Regions from separate parts of the Mus musculus genome. Here all the other regions are linked to region 1. The links are chromatin contacts, called in public ChIA-PET and HiChIP or PLAC-seq maps. All regions are on one chromosome and are shown on one strand. Each heading gives the region's core, a stretch centred on a gene start, on an enhancer-like site or on the middle of the called end of the contact. The rest is flanking DNA. Distances are from core to core; before and after follow the strand shown.

What was found. ChIA-PET counts read pairs in DNA pulled down with a chosen protein or histone mark. HiChIP or PLAC-seq counts read pairs in DNA pulled down with a chosen protein or histone mark.
Region 2: a contact with region 1 is called in an H3K27ac HiChIP or PLAC-seq map of embryonic stem cells, with 4 times the contacts expected there. The contact joins the enhancer-like site here to the promoter of Lrp6 in region 1. A contact is called at or near these places in 7 of 115 datasets of contacts at active chromatin or transcription factors (the 230-238 cell line, embryonic stem cells, forebrain and 2 more) and 3 of 9 other capture datasets (adipose tissue, embryonic stem cells and liver).
Region 3: an RNA polymerase II ChIA-PET map of memory CD8 T cells shows a contact between it and region 1, with 6 read pairs. The contact joins the promoter of Emp1 here to the promoter of Lrp6 in region 1. A contact is called at or near these places in 2 of 115 datasets of contacts at active chromatin or transcription factors (memory CD8 T cells and pancreatic cancer cells).

What each region holds. Positions count from the first base shown.
Region 1 is chr6:134,564,610-134,568,481 of GRCm38.p6, forward strand. It overlaps Lrp6 (low density lipoprotein receptor-related protein 6), which reads right to left and starts at 2,304. Exons shown (of 23, transcript NM_008514.4): 1 at 2,034-2,304. The coding sequence starts at 2,088.
Region 2 is chr6:133,962,047-133,965,740 of GRCm38.p6, forward strand. No RefSeq gene overlaps it. Among named protein-coding and RNA genes, the nearest start is that of Gm46977, 71 kb to the right of the region's middle. Within about 2 kb of position 1,460, at least 9 of the 459 cell types and tissues checked have an H3K27ac peak or open chromatin away from gene starts, as enhancers often do. A contact at or near this core is called in embryonic stem cells and liver, where this site is marked.
Region 3 is chr6:135,361,607-135,365,257 of GRCm38.p6, forward strand. Emp1 (epithelial membrane protein 1) reads left to right here and starts at 1,325. Exons shown (of 5, transcript NM_010128.4): 1 at 1,325-1,496.

The DNA.
Region 1 (3,872 bases), core at 1,054-3,553:
AACTTTCAAGTTTTTCCCAATATTCTTTGTCACTTGGTAACTAGGACAGGGTGCAGCCTAGCGATGGCAGTATTAAATGACCTTCAACTGCTGGTGAGTAAACAAGGCTATAAGGTACAAAGTCCCAAAGTCACACATCATCACAAACCCAAAGTAAAAGTACCACCTCTTCTGGGAACTACAAGTAATTAAATCACACTTTGCTCCTGGGAAACCAAGGGTGACTGTCACTTATAACAGAGGCTAACAGTGCCAAGAAGTGAAGAAACTTTAAATTAGGAATCGTTTACACCAAAAAGACAGTTTCAGTTGGAATGATATATGCTCACAATTAAATAATGCTAAACAGAAAAACAAAGACCTCCTTAGCATTATTGTATTACATTTAAATAAGCTCCACTTCGGACAGTTACCTCTTCTTGATCTTGTTACACACAATATCATGCTTCACCATCTCTAAACCAAACTCATGCATGAATCTACTCAACTCTAGGCTCAAACCTGTTATCAAAATAAACAAACAGTCCTATGTCCCCTCTAAGAATGGCAGCTGGACTTTCAGGCGCTAAAGCCATCAGAAGTCACAGATTTAGACTTTCCCAACTCTAAATCAATCCACTAGTTCTACATTTTAACTCTTATGAACTTGTCAATCATATTCACATGTTAATAACAACTTTCTCACAGCTACAGCAAAATCTTTCAATGTAGAGTTTACTATAACAAAATAAACACTTGATTATTAAATCTCTTGAGTAATAACATTGAGTTCTCTGCCATGGAAATTAAAACAGCAATTATCTTTCTGGTATTTGCAAAAAGGACTAGACAATTCGGGATACGCTTATTTTTAGAAAATGGTGGGGGGGTTTTAAGGCAAATAGTCTTATTCAAATACACACATGCATAGATGATAGGCTGTCCCATTTACATCATAAGATTGTTAGTTACTATCCTACTTTGCAAACTTCCATACTTCTGACGGACTTAAACGTTGAGCTTGTTAAATTAATAACTAAGAATCCCAGAGAGGTCCCATTAACTGGCACAGGTAAGTTAACAAAAGCGAACAACAAGATACGGCGTCAAACAGCACCTCAATTCTTGCACAGGCAACACTCTCCATGGCACCAGCCCCCATCGCTCATCAACTGAAGACCAGTCGACAAGGTTTCCATTGCAAACTGTCACACAACAAAAAGTCAGGACGTACGTCTCAGCCTCACAGTCCAAATTCAAAACACCACAGAGCCACTACGTTTAAGCGATTCCCATAGCAAATTACCCAGGGCATTCTCTGTTATTTACTAAAGTGCCAAGCAGTTCCCAGGGGTGCCCAGCAAATGATAATTTAGTTCCCAGGATAGGCTCCTCGCCACACAAGGATGACTTCCCTACTTGGTGCCAACTGTACACTTGCACACTCCGCAAACAGGGGGCGAGTCCTGAATACCAGGGGTTACGAGGGCAACGTTTGTGTTTTTATTATGGGCTCAGATGATCCCGAATGCTGAAAAGCGCGACCTATCACCCTAGAGTCAATTTCCAACTGTGCTCTCACCCAGGACCATTCTATCCCCGCGGAAGACAATTATTAGTTGTAACAAGGCCTAGAGAGGGGAGAAGGAAAAAAAAAATAGTGGGGTTTAAAGAAGAAGAAAAAAGTTCACCTAAGAGACACGGGAAAGGTGAGCTCAGGCTTCGAGGGAGAGGGAGGTCAACACCAATGGTGCTGAAAGCGCAACTACAAAAGCCCCTTTCTGCCCCGAGTGCAGGCGAGCCGGGCACCGTCAGTCATTCCGATGGAGTGCGGGGGGCCAGGGGTCCCCCCGAGGCCCGCAGCTTTGTCCGGCGGCGCCGCGGGGCCGGCCAGGGGTGTGCGCGGCGGCCGGGCGCGGCCCCCGACCGCGGGCCCCTTCCTCGCGCGGCTCCCCAGCGCCAGGCCTCTGTCCCCGCCGCTGTCCCCGCCACCTCCCCTCCCCCTCCCGGGACCCCGGCAACTTTTCCCCCGGCCTCGCCTCGCTTCGCCTCACCTCTCAGCAGCACGCAGAAGCTGCAGGCCAGGAGGCTCCTCAGCACGGCCCCCATCTTCCCCCCACCACCGCGCGCGCTCGCGGCCCTCACCGGCGCCCGGCGGCCAGGGGACGCGCGGGCGAGGAGCCGGGGCGGCCGCCGCAGCGGCGGGTCTGCACGCTCATGCTTTCCGCGGCCGCGAGAAGAAAGAAAAGGGCGCACGTCAGGGCTCTAGCGCGCCGCTCCGGCCCGGGCTCGCGCGACGCCAGCGCCTGCCCCCATGCCGCCGCCTCCTCCCGCGGCGCCCCACGTCCCCCGCGCGGCGCCTCATTCAGCCTCTTCCTCTCGCAGCGGCGCAGGGATCCGCCGCGGGGCCGCCGCCGTCTCCCTGCGCGCCCGACTCCCCCCACCCCCGTCCTCAGCGCGCCGCGGCCGGACCCCGGGAGCCGCGACCGCCGCGCGCGCCGACTCCCCGGAGAGCCCCCGCGGGTTGAGCCTCGCGAGCCCCCGCACGCTGCGGGGATAAGGTCTTCCCGAGGCGCATTCCGATGGGATTCTTTCCCCGGGCGGCGGAGGGCGTGAGGCGACGTCGGCCGACACTGGGGCCGGCGTGGTCGGGACTACTTTCTGCGTCCCGGCCCGTCGCCGCCCGCGCCGCTCTTTGTGCGCCCGGCCGCCGAGCCAGGTGGAGCTGCGGACCCCGGGGCTGCCCCGGGACGTAGGAAAATCAAAGTGCCATTGCGGCTTACGCTTTCCCGAAGCGGCGGGCCAGGGGAACGGTGTGCAGAAGCCAACGCGGAGCACATCGCTAGTGGACTGGGTTGAGAATCCTCATCATAGGAAGTAAAATAAACCAGACTCGGACTTTAAAAAAAAAAAAAAGTATGTTTTTCTCCTAGTGTGGAGCCTGCTTTACATATACACATAAAGTCACACACATGGGGAAAAGACAAAGATTGTGGGATTGTATACACATAAGTAAACCTTACTCAGACAAGTTTCCCTCATATGTGGATCTAGGGGTGTGTGTGTGTGTGTGTGTGTGTGTGTGTAGAAATGCCTTTATATATGAGTTAACACATAGATGATAAGAAAATAAAAGTATGACTATCTGGGAAAAAGAGTGAAGCTAATGTTGGGGGAAGAGGCACACACATGTTAAAAGAAAATTATGTGCTTGAATCTTATCCATCATTACATACAATAAATATAAACTAAGAAAAAAATTAAAGAAAAAAAACAATAGTTTTTTGTTTGTTTGTTTATTGCCTTCCAAGAAATACAGACCTTTTTTTGTGAACTAAGCTGACAAGGACTAAAGCTTTCTAAACTGAGAGAGAAAATCCTTAGTAGCTAACAGCAAAGAGAAAATAAAACATGTCTTTTCAGGGGGAGGGGTTACAGGTCTGAGAGAAAAAAAGGAGCCCCCAAAACAACCTCTACCACTACATGTGCAGTGGGCATTTCCAAGTAATAGCCCAAATGCCCTCTGCAGTCAACTGGCCAGCTTCAGCCTAGGCCAGCCAGCTCCAAACGTTAACCATCAGCTGTGTCCTGTCCAGCCATCACACACCCTTTCTGCAGGCGAATGGGCAAAGGGCTCACCTAGGGCTTGCAAGCAATTTATCAGATGGGCCACTCAGAACTAACCTGAGATGAGACTGGCTTTGCTGTGATTCTCTTGGCACACATGAAGAATTTGAGACACTCGGTGACTTATCCAAGGCCACTCAAGTCCTGAGTAACAGAACCTGAAGCAACCAACTTGGAGGATTGTACAGGAGTGTTAGGAAATGTTTTCAGGTAGGCTGGTGAGGGAGCGCGGTGGGTAAAGGCACTTACCTCTAAGCCTGACAGCC
Region 2 (3,694 bases), core at 210-2,709, 600 kb before region 1:
AGAAAATCATAGGCTAACTCCCTGATGAACATAGATATATTTCGTTTTAATAAAATACTTGCAAGACAAACTGAAGCTCATCCCAAGATCACTCACGGTGATCAAGTTGGCTTTATTCCAAAAGAACAGCGGTTGACCTAGTGTCAAAGAAATTCCCGCTGGCGGGGGATGAGGGCTTCCTCTTCTCAACATCTTCACCAGCACTTTTCTTACTTATTTTCTTAAGGACTGACTGCCGTTCTGACAGGAGAAAGATAAACTCTCAATTTAGCTTTGAATTTGACTTGTTCGTTTTGTGTTGCAGTACCGAGAACTGAATTTAGGGCCTTACACACTGGGCCAGTGTTCTACCTCTGACCTTTATCTCCAGTCCTCAAAAACAAACAAACAAAAAAGTTTTCACTTTTATTTTGAGACAAGGTTTTCCGTTTCCCAGGCTGCCCTTGAATTTATAATTCCCCGAAGGAGCATATATTTCGGGCTGATTTCAGTGAAGATTGGTTAAAGTCTTTCTATTTTAGAGACTTTCAGAAGTTTATTAGATTCAGATAACACTGACAACACACACGCATGCTAATTTAAAAAGAGAATTGAAGACTGACCATAGTTACAGTAACAGCTGAAATACAGGGTTTTAAAGAAGTCAGTATTCACCAGGAAGGCATTTTGCATTTGGAAATAAACAATTGATCTTTGGGTAATTTTAATTGTTTGAGCTGATTGAAATTTAAAACCAGTTTATTTCAGCCAGAAGTGATGGCCTTTGATCCCAGGACATGAGAGGCAACCCTGGTACTCAGTTTCAGGCCAGCTAGCGTGCGTGACTCCTCTCAAACAAACACGAAACAGCTCATTTGACCGGTTCTCCTGGAAAAAGTTCTAGTATAATAGTACGTGTTTGTTTGTTTGCTTGCTTATACTCTTTACTTAATAATAATTAAGATGATAAAAAAAAAAGAAGAGACAAAATGAGCCAGGATGTTAGTGAGGCCCTGGGTTGCACTAATGACTTTTTATTGTGTTTGAGATGGTCAGAGTCCTCATGCCTTGCTTATCCGAGCACACAGAATGCCACATACAAGCCTTCTGTTTGACTTGTCAGAATGAGAGGGGGTCAACTCTTCCTACTCACGCCTGGCAAGGTCTCTGCTAATGAAATAACAACAGTTGGCAATGCTCAGTTGATGCACGAGTGGCAATTTGTGTAGAATATGGGTTCTTTGAGGGCAGCAGCGTTGTCTTATTTCCAGCACCACACCCAATGTCTGACATATATTAAGGGCTCAATAAATATTTACTGCATATGTAGAAACTATCAAGACGTATCTCGGCGAACAATCGTACTTGAATCAGAGCCACATTCTCAGGAGAAGAATAGGAGCCGAGATCATGGGAGCTCATAAGAATGGGACCAGAATCAAAGAAATTAGCATCCTCTAGAGCTGGTGACACCCTTCATTGTCATGCTTATCTGAGGAACTCCTGTTCTCACCCTGTTCAACTCCAGCATGCTAACCATACTGTGACTACACTTAACTGTGTACTGAAGGAAGGCAACTCCCTGACCAAACATTCCAACAAATTTCAAATTTATCATTAGCCTCCCTAATGCTGGAGGACCACTATATCTTTAACATCAGTTTCTTTAAAAAAAAAAAAGAAGAAGAACTATTTATTTTTATTTAAGTATATTATGCATGTATGTATTATGTATGTCCAATTACCTAGATATATATCACATGTATTCAGGTTCCATGGAGGTCAGAAGAGGGTATCAGATCCCCTGAAACTGGAGTTACAGTTGTAACCCATGAGCCACCAGATGTGGGAACAGGTCCTCTGCAAGCCCAGGATGTACTCTTATAGACTGTATCATTTCTCCAGCCCCCAAGAGGGAACTGTATTTTTTAAATGATTGCCCTAGGCCAATGAGGTAGCTTAGCTCTTAAAAAGATTTGCCGTGCAAACCTGACATTCTGAGTTCAATCCTAGGAATCCATGACAAAAGGAAAGAACCAACTCCCAAAAGTTGCTCTCTGACCTACACACATGCACCATGGTACACATGTACCTGCATGCACACTGATTAAATAGCAACACAATAATAATGATACCACTACCAATAGTAAGATTATTATTTTAAATTGTGTCTGTGTGTGTGTGTGTGTGTCTGTGTGTGTGTGTGTGTGTGTGTGTGTGTGTGTGTGTGTGTGTGTGTGTGTGTAGGTAGGTAGGTTGGTTGCTGTGAGAACAGTTGCCCCACAGAGGTCAGAGGAGTTGGACTCTCCTGAAGCTGGAGTTACCGGTAGCTGTGAACCACCTCATGTGATTACTGGGAATTGAACTCAGGTCCTCTGGAAGAGCAGCACGTGCTCCTAACCACTAAGCCATCTCTCCAGCCACTAAATTTAATTTTAAAAGTTTTTATCCTGAAGGTTGACAGTCCTCCATACCTGGCTGAAGCCCTGTGCTTTCATTTGCTTGTTCGATGTAGGTAATCTCATACCTACCCAAGGTTATAAACTAGTTAACGCCAGATCTTTTTTGATTCCTTAGATTTGTCAAATCCATCCATGCTGATAAGATGTCTTGGAAACACTGATACCTGGACTTGCCACGTAGCTTCCTTAGGTTCACCTTGAATGAGGGCAGCAGCATCCCATAGGCTGAGACCCAGGCTGAATACAAAGGAAAGAAGCCACTGGACACCAGCATTCATCTCTACTTCCTGGCTCTAGGTGCAATGGCTGCTTGGCTCTCTTACCACCATGCCTTCTCTGCTCTAATAGCCTGTACTTTCAAACTCTGAGCGAAACTAACCTCTTTCTTCATTGAGTTGCTTTTGAAAGGCATTTTGTTAGAGCAACAAGAAAAAAAAAACAAACTGTGCACTGATTTTGTAAACTAGAGTTCTCTTTTTTCCTTTCAGCTGAATCAAGCTGGATACCCACTGTTTAACAGGCCTACTTCCAGACTGGTAAGATGTCTCAGCAGGTAAGGGGGCTTGCTGCCAAGACTGATCACCTGAGTTCAATCCTCTAGACCTACCTACCTAGTAGAAGGAGAAAACCTGCATCTTCAAGTTGTCCTCTGACCCCCACATGTGCTCGCCCCAAAAATAAATAAATGAAAAATTGAAAAACCCTGCCCTAAACATTTTTTTCTTTTCGTTACCAAGTTGTTCCACTCCTAAACTTCCTTCCATATATATCCTGGTGCCTTTAGCTAGCACCAGCCTCTATGTTACAGTAGCATTTCCTCACTATATTCCCAAACTCCAGTTCCATGTTTTCTAAATATCTCCTAATTTCTATCAAAGAACTGTTAAACTCAAACTAGATGTGTCAGCAACCTTCTCTTTGGGAGCCTCAGTGGCTCCCCAGGACGCCAGGAATAAACTCATGGGGCTTCAAACACCCCATAGCTTGGCATTTGCTCTCCTTTCTACCTTATCTCCCTCCTATCACAGACACAACTCTACTCACCCTTAAAATGCTATCTTTTCTTAGTTAGTGCCTGAGAATAGAGCACATTGGTGCTCTATTCAGGAAGATGTCTCCAGTTCAAATGCATTCACGCCTGTTCTCCACTTTCTATTCTATTAGATTTGGTGTATTGGGTTTTATGTGAGGTCTTTGATCTGCTTGCACTAGAGTTTTGTGCAGGGTGGTAAATATGGATATATTTGCATTCT
Region 3 (3,651 bases), core at 75-2,574, 800 kb after region 1:
TATCAATCATCTATTATCATCTATCATCAATCTATAATCTATCTATCTATCTATCTATCTATCTATCTATCTACCTATCTATCTATCTATCTCTATTATCTATCCATCTATCACTTATGTACCCCAGGATAGCTTCTAGTTCTCCTTGAACTTATGCTATCCCTTCAACTACCTACCAACTCTCTCTCTCTCTCTCTCTCTCTCTCTCTCTCTCTCTCTCTCTCTCTCTCTCAATAGTGTCTCACTCAGTAGCCCACGCTGACTTGGAACTCACCATGTAGCCCAAGATGACCCTGGACTAAGAGCAATCCTCCTGCCTCAGCTTTTCAAATGTTGAGATCGCAGGCACGACCCACCAAACCTGTTTGATACATGTAATTCTTGCCATCTGTGTGAGCTAGGTGCCTACCATCCCCATTATATACAAGAAGGCAGAAAGAGAGGGCGCTTGCCCAAAGTCACATTGCAGCTAAGGAGAGCTGGGGTTAAATGTAGGCAGTGAGGACCTGAACCTCTTTAGGGAGGTGACCAGGGCTGCGGGATTGGACAACTCTGTAGCACCCCCCCCCCAACTCTGAGACTAAGTGGGGAGTGAGTGGTTCAGGGAAGAAGCTGTGATTGGGTCCCTGGCTGTCTTCACAAAAGCCAACTGTGGAGCAAGGTCCAATGATTATCACATGAAGATCAGAGTGCAAAGTCCTTAATTCGAAGACTTCCTCCTGCAATGCCTACAATCCATAGGGGTGAGAGTTTAACTAAAGGCCCAGGATTATGTGCTGTCAATCAGTGCCTCAACATTTGGAGCTTGCTGGGTGCCTTTCTACTCCATGGGTCTCATCCCACTGCCGCCTACAGGTCAGGGGCACAAGGGTCAGGCAGGGAAGCCAACGAGAAATGAGTCTGATAATTCCTGGTGATGAGCAGCTGCTGCTATGTGCAGTGGGGGAGGAAGAACGGGGGAATCCTGTTTGATGATTAGCCGGGACTTTAATTAACGTGGAACTGCATCTACCAGCTCTCCCCTCCTCCTGACCCTAACCTGTGTTTTGCCCTACGTCCTTGACAACCGAGGCTCCTTCTGGGTAGTAGAACTGGGCTTCGGTAAACAGATCTATTTGTGTGACTCCTCTTACTCATTTGAAGCAATGTCACTCCTTTTTCCACTGTGGTCTGTGTGTCTGAGTCAGAGGGAGCTACAACAGGGTTCTTTGAATTGATGGCTCACTCCCAGCCACATCTGACCGGCTGCCAACTTAGCAGGGCGTAGCTCACCAAGTTTTTTTTTTTTTAAATCCAGACTGATTCATAGAAACTCCTTTAAAACACGGGGAAAAGAAACCGCCCATCACACACCCCAGCACATCAGCCCAGGAAACTTATAACCTCGGGAGTCAGGTCCCTCCCCTCACTGTGGTTGCAAATCTCCTGAAGAGAGGACCAGACCAGCAGCCTGCTCTACCACCCAGGGCATCTGCCTCTCTCACTGGATACTCCAGGTAAGATTGTCCCCACACTGGAGAAACTCTGCAGAGCCCGCTCCTTTCTTTCCTCTCTTAGGCTCCTTGAAGCCCTCCCCTCTCTTCTTGCCTCTGCTATCCCTCTATGGCTCACAAAGAACGGAGTCCTTGAGACTTCTAGCTTAACGTAGTAGTGGAGGAATCTGGGATATCAGTGGGGGCCACATTCTCTTGCTGGTATGTGGATCCTTGCTCCGAGGAGACGGACGGAACGAGAAGGGACTTTGGAACAAACTTGAGTGCAATATTCTTTATGGAAGGAACTCTATGTGCCTTCGAAATGAATTAGCAGGGTTGGAAGATGTTTCCAAATCTTCTGTTTTCATTCAGATTACTTTGAGCTGAAATCTAGAAGGATGCTATGTTACCAAAACGCTCCGGCTTTTCTTTTCTCTCTGCGAAGGCAGGTTAAAGGCAGTCTCTGGGGAGAAAGTTTGTTCTGCTTTGTGGGTTGGTTATTGTTGTTTCTCTTTTACGCTTTTAGGTGACGGTGGATAAATATCTGAGTTTCAGTTAATTTTTGCGATTGCATTTACTGTCTGTCCCCCTCTTGTCTGTTGATGTCTGTTTAAGTATTTCGTTCTTTCTCTTGTTTTCCTCCACCCCCTTCTCACAGGAAGGGAAGAGGGGATTGGTTTGTTTAAAGAAAAACCGTTAGGGAAACAGAGGCAAAGGGTGTTTCAAATAAACCTTGGGAGGGGTTGATTTGGTGGAATGTGTGGGTTCCAGAATCCTTAGCCAGATGTGGAGGTGGAGGAAGGAGGCAGAGGGGAGAGGGTGGGGCTGGGGGCCTTCGGGGATTCCTGTAAGGTTGCTGAATGGCTCTGTGCTTCCACCCAGGCTTCTGCATTCTGGAGCCAACTTAGGAAAAAAAAAAAGATCTTTCAGAATCTATTAAAGGATTTTTTTTTCTAAGTGGACATGGAATTTTCTAGTGTGGCAGTGGTCATATGGGAATATTTACCTTATTTCTTTTGTGTAAAATATTATATAACTACAAACCCACGTGCTAAGTGCAAAAAGAACAAAGGCACTCGGCTGTGTTTGCTTTTGTTTTTATTAGCTTAGCATTTTGGTCGAATGTCTGTGGAGGTGTGGTTCATTTCAACACAGATGTGGGTTTTTTTTTTCTCCTCTCGTAAACAAGCCAGAGGAGAGTGACAGGATTCAGCTTGCCTGATGAAGAGCGAGGCGCCTTTCTCTTTAGAAATGCAGCTCGCTGGTTGGAAGAGAAAATTTAAAAGTAATTGGTGGGTGTGTATCCATTGATCCTTCAGAAATCTCTGCAAAGCCTTTCCCCAAGGAGGGGGTGATGAGTAAGCCCTGGGACCCATTTCTCAAGACTGAGTTTGCTTCCAATGTTTATCACTTCCAGATTGCATGACTGTGAACTGGGGAAGCCGTCTTCGTTAGGTCCACAGCCACAGTTTCCTGTGAAGATCACATGTGTGATTGTGTGTCATTCTGATCTGGTTGAAACTAGGCAACCTTAAACAAGTCAGCAAAAAGGGAACACTAGAGGGAGGGGTAAACTGCCACCAACTCCATGAGCCATGGAGCTGTCTCAAACTCCACTGTCCCTTGATAAATGAGAATATAATGCTTTGTGTGCTACCCCCTCCCTGCCCCCATTCCCTATGGAGTTGGAAGACAATTTTAAAAAAAATGATGCTCTGACTTTTTGCCTCCAAGTAGTGGGAGAGCCCCTGGGCTGTGTGTGAACCTTTCTGGGCGTCTTCAGCTCTAAGTCTTTGGTTGTCCTGGAAAAAGAGGCCATTACCACCCCCTCCCAAATCATAGCCTCCCATCCTTAGGCCGCTCCAGTTTCATCCAGAGACTGCAGAATGGGGTGGAGGCAGAACACTGTCCAGGGCTGCTGGACATCCGGTTTGGCATCCTTGCCAGAGAGCCCCCAGATTTTACATTGTTCCAGGGTTCTAAACTGTCCTGGGAGTTGGCAGAAGATCAGCAAGGTCCAGCTGGAGACGATCATGTCCTGAGACTGTGGCTACGGGCCAGTAGTAAGGGCAGCCCTTTGCCAGAGGACAGATGTCTGTCCCCAGACCTTGAGAAAGGTTGGCTGGCTTTCTCAGCAGTCTTTGCTTTCCTCTGGAAACAAGATTAGGCCGGTCTC